2 separate regions of the Mustela erminea genome follow, and region 2 is linked to region 1. The links are chromatin contacts, called in public Hi-C maps. All regions are on one chromosome and are shown on one strand. Each heading gives the region's core, a stretch centred on a gene start, on an enhancer-like site or on the middle of the called end of the contact. The rest is flanking DNA. Distances are from core to core; before and after follow the strand shown. Region 1 holds the start of MRPS10 (28S ribosomal protein S10, mitochondrial). Region 2 has its middle 15 kb from the start of UBR2.

Region 1 (3,378 bases), core at 390-2,889:
AGACTTAGGGCAGAACCATCATACAATCTGAAATTGTTACACTTCTTTTGTTTTGCGTAATTATTTAAGTTTTGTACTTAGCCTGTCCAACTTTTGTAAAAACGATGTAACCAATAAGGAGATGATCTCCAGTGCTCATAAGCTTGATAATGTCTTGACAGATGGAAATGCCTGAGCATTTTCCCTGCCACCCCTCCTTGTTACTTGAATGAGACCTCAGTAGGTTACCAATCTATAGCTTCCCTCAGACATAAAACATGGCAACCAGGAAAAGTCCTTCCGGACACTGAGGGACACAACCACTAAACATGGAAACCTGACTCCCCAATCAGCAATGCTTTTGGAGAAAGATCTTCATCAAAAGGAGATGTAAAAATGAAGGGAAACCTCACTCAAGTAGAGCTGGCGGCTAAAAGGGGGACCCACACTACTTAAAATCAATTACAGGAAGAACTGCCAATTACAGGCCTCAAGAGAAGAATCATCAACAGAAAAGAAAGATCAATTACAGGCCCCAACAGAAGAAGACCTACACTGAATCTTCTACAAGAAACTGACCACCCTGCAATTCAACCAAGGAGAAACCATCTTCACCCTGAACTCTGGCTTTTCTCCAATGGACTTCCATTCAAAACAGTCCCTCCTATGTACTTCCTTCTTTGTAAAGAAGTAAGGCTTTATCTGTGGACTTACCATTAGTTTTGCCATAGCTTGCATGTCCGAAATTGCAATTCTGTTAATTCCTGAATAAACTCATTTTTGCTGGTAAAGTAAGTTTTATTTTTAAAGTTAACAAGAGACTTACAAAAACAGAAAACACAGCCACTCTTATAACAAACCCTGAAAAACTTAGTTATCGCTCCATAAAAAAGTTAATAAGAATAAGCTAACTTTATTTTTTAAATGAATAAGTATTTTTAAGACTCTCAGTTTGATTTTCTAGTAAGCTACATAACCATAGCTAAAACCCACAAAAACAAAAGCTCTTTGGAGTCCTCAACCACTTTTAAAATGTTAAAGGGGTAGTGAGACTAAATATTTTGAGAATCACTGCTTAAGTTTTTGCTTTGTCTCCAAAGAACGGCAGAGAATCCTTAACCCATTCCTAAGACTTCTGCGACTCTCATCTAATCTCACAACCTCCAGATATCAGAAAAACATCACAATTTGGTTCCATGAGAGGTCTAAGACCTTGTACCAGTTCAGCCCCTAATTTTACCGAGGCAATCATTCTCTGAGCTTCAGTTTATTTTGTAAACCTGAAAGCAGGGGTTTGAAACATATGCTGTTCAATATTCTTTACAGCTCTGACATACTGTGATTCTTGTTACCGTTTTTGTCCTGAATCTTTTTATGGTTTACCCCGTGAGAGAATACGAAATAAAACCAGCCCCTTTCCCGCCACCTTCCGGCAAAGCCCCACGATGAGGAATAAATATCGGAGAAAATTCCAGACGGCCACAACGACATCTGGCAATCAGATTTTGTGGCTACTAACATGTTAGCTGGCTTAGCACCCCCAGCCCACCACGTACCTGCCAGAGACGCCGGCACATGGAGCCGAGCATTCCCCGCGCCGCCATCTTGCCTCCAAGACCTCCCAAGACTGCTTCCGGGGTCACGGCGGCGCCCTCAGGCCATAGAGTTCCGCTTAAGGAGAGAGTGTATCCTTGCGTTCCGGCACAGAAACAACCATAGAGACTTTATTCCATGCTTTTTGAGGGTGGGACTGATAATAGGGCTGGCTTCCCTAGGGTTGGCCGACTAGCCGATGCTCCGTATTGATAACATTGCATCAACCCATGTCTAGATTGTTACCAAGTTCCTTAAATGTTTCCTCTTCAAATCCTGTTTGCCTTATGTAGTTCCTGTTTTGTTGGAGGCAACATAATACATGCTTTGAAAAATATATGTTAATATATTAGCAGCAATTATTTCTGGGTAGTGGATTATCAATGGTTGATTTATTTTCCTATTTCTGCATTTTAAAAAAAATTTTTAACAAAATTTGTATTTCATTAAAAAGAAAAAGTACCAGGGGTGCCTTGCTAGCTGGGTCAGTGGAGCGTGTGTCTCTTGATCTCAGGGTTGTGAGTTTGAGCCCCATGTTAGGTGTAGAGATTACTTAAAAATAAAATCTTAGAAAAGAAAAAGAAAGAAAGAAAAAGTACTTTACTTCATTTCAATAGCCTTGCTATGTTCTGTAATCCTATATTCCTTTCTCACATCATTTCACATTTTTGTGCCCCACCCCCTGCCATCCTGCACAACACTGTCCTACAGGTCTTCTGAAGTCTTCATTTCCTTATGTTACTTTAGTATTTCAGAATTTACAATTGCTGCCATTACCCAGTACCACAAACCAAAAAGTTTTATAACTAAAAAATGGTTATTAATGTCTACCATAATTTAGCTCCAACCCTTTTGAACTGGAGTTTGTTGTAGTAGAAGTCTCTTACATTTGTGTAATTCTCTAAGTTTTATTTTCCCCAGGTGTTTTCACAGATGCAATTCAGCATAAGGGAAAACTCTAGACTTACAATTGGGAGATCTGGGTTTACCACTTAGCTGAATGACTGGGCAAGTTACTTGCCCACTCTGAGCCTCAAGTTTCTCATATATCAACTAGAGATGATAATAATTGTTCCCATTTCAAATAACTGCCATGCAGGATAAATGAAATACTGATGTGTGAAGGTTTGGTATAATGCCCAGCACATAATGATGCAAGGTAAATATCATCCACTATTTACAACATAAAGTTTCTGCACCTGGATGGTGCAGTCGGTTGAGCATCTAACTGTTGGTCTCTGCCTGGGTTGGGATCTAGGATTCATGGGGTTGAGCCCTGCATTGGACTCTGTATGTGACCAGGAGTTGGCTAGAGATTCTCTCCCTCAATCACCACCCCCAACCCAAATCAATCAATCAAATCAATCTTTCTATCCTTCTATCAATCAATCAATCTTCTACCTCACAGGCCTTGCAAGATTGTTGAGTGGATTAGGGATGCCTGGGTGGCTTTGTTGTTAAGTGTCTGCCTTCAGCTCAGGCTATGATCTCAGGGTCCTGGGATCAAGTCTTGCATCAGGCTCCTGTTCAATAGGATTCTGCCTCTCCCTCTGCCCTCTCCCCTGTTTGTGTGCATTCTCCCCCTCTCTCAAATAAATAAATAAAACCTCTTAAAGAAAAAGATTGTTGAATGGATTAAAAATAAAAAGATCAAGTTTATGAGAATATTTTGTACCACCTAACTAAGGTACTATGCAAATATATTCTCTCCCCTCCAAGTAGGTTATCACTCACCCTACTTGGCAGGCAAGAGAACCAAGGAAGAAGTAGCATGATTTTCCCAACATCACACAAATTGATGAGGAT
Region 2 (3,378 bases), core at 574-3,073, 310 kb after region 1:
TCTGGCTCCCTGCTCCGCGGGGAGCCTGCTTCTCCCTCTCTCACTCCCTTTACTCGTGTTACTGCTCTCACTGTATCTCTCTCTGTCAAATAAGTAAATAAAATCTTTTAAATAAATAAATGAAAGGATTTCTATGGATCTGTGAAAAAAATAAGCAAGACTTAGAAGGTGAATAAAAGCAAGCTATACAACGATTCATGTAGTACAGTGGTTCTGCCTTAATCCAGGGTTTTGATTCCCGCAGTTTCAGCTACTCGTGGTAAACTGTGGTCTGGAAGAAAATAATCTTCCTTCTGACATATTGTCATCACGTCAGTATAGCCTAATACTGCATCACAATGCCCATGTCATTCCCCTTCACTTCCTCTCATCATGTAGGCATTTTATCACCTCACGTTATCACAAGAAAAAAGAGGTGAATACAGTACAATAAGATATTTTAAGAGAAACCACATTTGCCTCACTTTTAAAAAAAAATATTTTATTTATTTATTTATTTATTTGCCAGAGAACGAGCAAGAGAGCATGAGAGTGCAAGCAGGGGGAGCAGTAGGCAGAGGGAGAAGCAGGCTCCCCACTGAGGAAGGAGTGTCCTGGGATCATGACCTGAGCTGAAGGCAGATGCCCAACTGACCTAGCCACCCGAGTCCACAAATTCACTTTTATTAAAGTATATTGTTATAATTGTATAATTTTATTATTGTTAATCTTTTATTGTGTCTAATTTATAAATTAAACTTTACTATAGGTATGCATGCACAGGAAAAAAACGTATATATTTTTTTAAGATTTTATTTATTTATTTGACAGAGAGAGAGAGCACAGGCAAGGGGAGTGGCAGGCAGAGGGAGAAGGAGAAATAGGCTACCAGCTCAGCAGGGATCCCAACCAGCATCTCCATCCCAGGACCTTGGGTTCAGGCACATAACCATTTAACCGACTGAACCACCCACCCATGTGCCCAGAAAAAACAGTATACATAGGGTTTGGTGCTGTTTTAGGCATCCACTGGGAGTCATGGAACACACCCCCATGGATAAGAGGGGACTACTACATGTCTCCATATGAATTTGCAACACAGGATATATAATATCAATGGTAATAATTATCATTATTGATAATAGACAGTAATTCAGTGCCTTATGTGTGCCAGACTCATTTAACCTCCATTAAAACCCTATTAAGTGGATACTATTATTATCCTCATGTTACAGATAAGGGAACTAAGATCCAGATAAATGAAGTAACCCTTTGAAGTCACCCAGCTAACAACTGAGGGAGTCAGGATTCTTCGTTCGGCAAGGCCAGAAATTCCCTTGCTCCTGCCACAGTGAAATACCAATGATCCCACAACATGTCTCAATCTGATTAAGACAGGATTTCAACAGGTGGCATAACGCAGATATTGAAGTTACTCAATTCAATTACAACATATTAATTAGGATGATTCAGAAACAACTGTGCCTGAAATTCTGCCTTCCCTTGATTTTTTTTTTTTTTTAACTGAAAAGGGATGAGTTGTCAACCACAAAACACCTCAGGCGCCCTCCATGGCACGGTTTGGCTCTATCTCTAACCCCAAGAGCAAGCAGAAGAGGCTTTTGTTCAAATGCCCTGCCAATAAAAAAACAGACATATATTAATGGGAATTTCGGGCTCTAGAGAAAGCAACTCCACATCTGGGTACAGTATCGGAATTTGTATGGGGTCTGAACCACACACAGCTTCGGAAGCCTCACAGACAGCCATACACGCCGCCCTTCCGCTGGGTCCATATCACAAACCAGAATAGGAGGTGTGTCTCCTTGACCCATGGAGGCTAGATCCTCTCTGGGATTCCTCAGGGAGGGGAAGGAATTGGCCCCAAGCTTCCGGTCCTGAGGAGGCGGAACACCACGATCCTTTGAATGTCAGTTACCAGCCGCTTATTGAATGTAAAACAACAAAGGGACATCAAGTACTTCTGCGTCCCAAGCTGTGCAACGGGAATCGCTCATGTTCAAACAAATGCAAGCTCCATTGTTAAAGAAGAGGAACCCCAGGGAATAGGAAAGCCCAGCCCCGCGGAGTCGGCCCTCCCCGACGCGCTGCAGAGGCCAGCCCTGGGCAAGAGCGCCCCCTGCAGGCACCCAGCATCATTGCCAGGGAGCGCAGTCTAATTCAGAACCTCAGCCAGGTAAGTGCATGGCCTTGACTCACATCTAAAACCTGCTTAGGTGGTAGTCCTCTTACACGTAGCTTGGGTTGGGGGGCTGGGGCACTGCACTTGAAAAGGAGAATGAGGGGTCTCATCACAGTGGGGGCCGATTAAAGGCAGTACAAATGACATGACTCTGGACTCTGGAGATAAACTGGATATCCTCTCATGGTTTCAAAGCCCTGGGCTGTGATAGATGTTGACAATTGACTTTGCTGGTACAAAGTCAGTTGTCTGGCAACAACTGACTTCAGTTGACTGGCAATTCTGAGAAAATTAAACTCCTGGTTCTTTGTGTGGACGCCACCAAATCCCTGGTGAGGAATCCTTGTTCTTACAAGATGAGGGAGGCAGGCAAGAGACACATGAACAGAGTGATCACAGAGAAATGGATACAGCCCAGGCAAAGACAAGGGTCCAACATATATAACAACTAACATGCTATTTTCAACAATCCTGGGAGGAGGTTGGCCTTTCCCTCCATACTACTGTGCCTAGAGATAACATCCTGCCCATTGCTGAAATTTCACTGCTACTCAGGCTATCAAACCCACAAGAGTGTTGTCACATCAGTTTATGCTTAATTAAGTGAAATCAGCCATTATGGAATTATGTCTTTAGAAGCTTTCCTAAGAAGTTGTACAAGAATAGGACATTCCTGGGGCGCCTGGGTGGCTCAGTGGGTTGGGCCTCTGCCTTCGGCTCAGGTCGTGATCTCAGGGTCCTGGGATCGAGCTCTGCATCGGGCTCTCTGCTCAGCGGGGTGTCTGCTTCTCCCTCTCTCTCTGCTTACCTCTCTGCCTACTTGTGATCTCCATCTGTCAAATAAATAAATAGAATCTTTAAAAAAATAAAAAAAAAGAATATGACAGTCCCGATTTCTTTTTTTTTTTTTTAAGAGGGAGTGATAGAAAGGTGAGGGGAGAGGCAGAGGGAGAGAGAGAATCCCAAGAAGGCTCCATGCCCAGCTCAGATCCCCACGAGGGCTCAATATCACAACCCTGAGATCATGACCTGAGCGGAAACCAAGAGTCAGAGGTTTAACCGACTGAGCCACCCAGCGTCCCCAACATTCCTGATTTCTTAGCATCTGATTTGGAAACACAGCTTCACAACTGGTGTGATTCAAGAATGGGTTTATAATCTAAGTATAAAACAACCTTCCCACGTGTCCATCTCTC

Evidence for each region. A called contact is a pair of places that touch in the nucleus more often than the background predicts.
Region 2: a contact with region 1 is called in a Hi-C map of spleen, with 2.3 times the contacts expected there. The contact joins the enhancer-like site here to the promoter of MRPS10 in region 1. A contact is called at or near these places in 3 of 3 Hi-C or Micro-C datasets (fibroblasts, skeletal muscle and spleen).

Annotation. Positions count from the first base shown.
Region 1 is chr4:88,849,240-88,852,617 of mMusErm1.Pri, forward strand. It overlaps MRPS10 (28S ribosomal protein S10, mitochondrial), which reads right to left and starts at 1,640. Exons shown (of 7, transcript XM_032339960.1): 1 at 1,536-1,640. The coding sequence starts at 1,583.
Region 2 is chr4:89,154,643-89,158,020 of mMusErm1.Pri, forward strand. No RefSeq gene overlaps it. Among named protein-coding and RNA genes, the nearest start is that of UBR2, 15 kb to the right of the region's middle. Within about 2 kb of position 1,824, the one cell type or tissue checked has open chromatin away from gene starts, as enhancers often do. A contact at or near this core is called in fibroblasts, where this site is marked.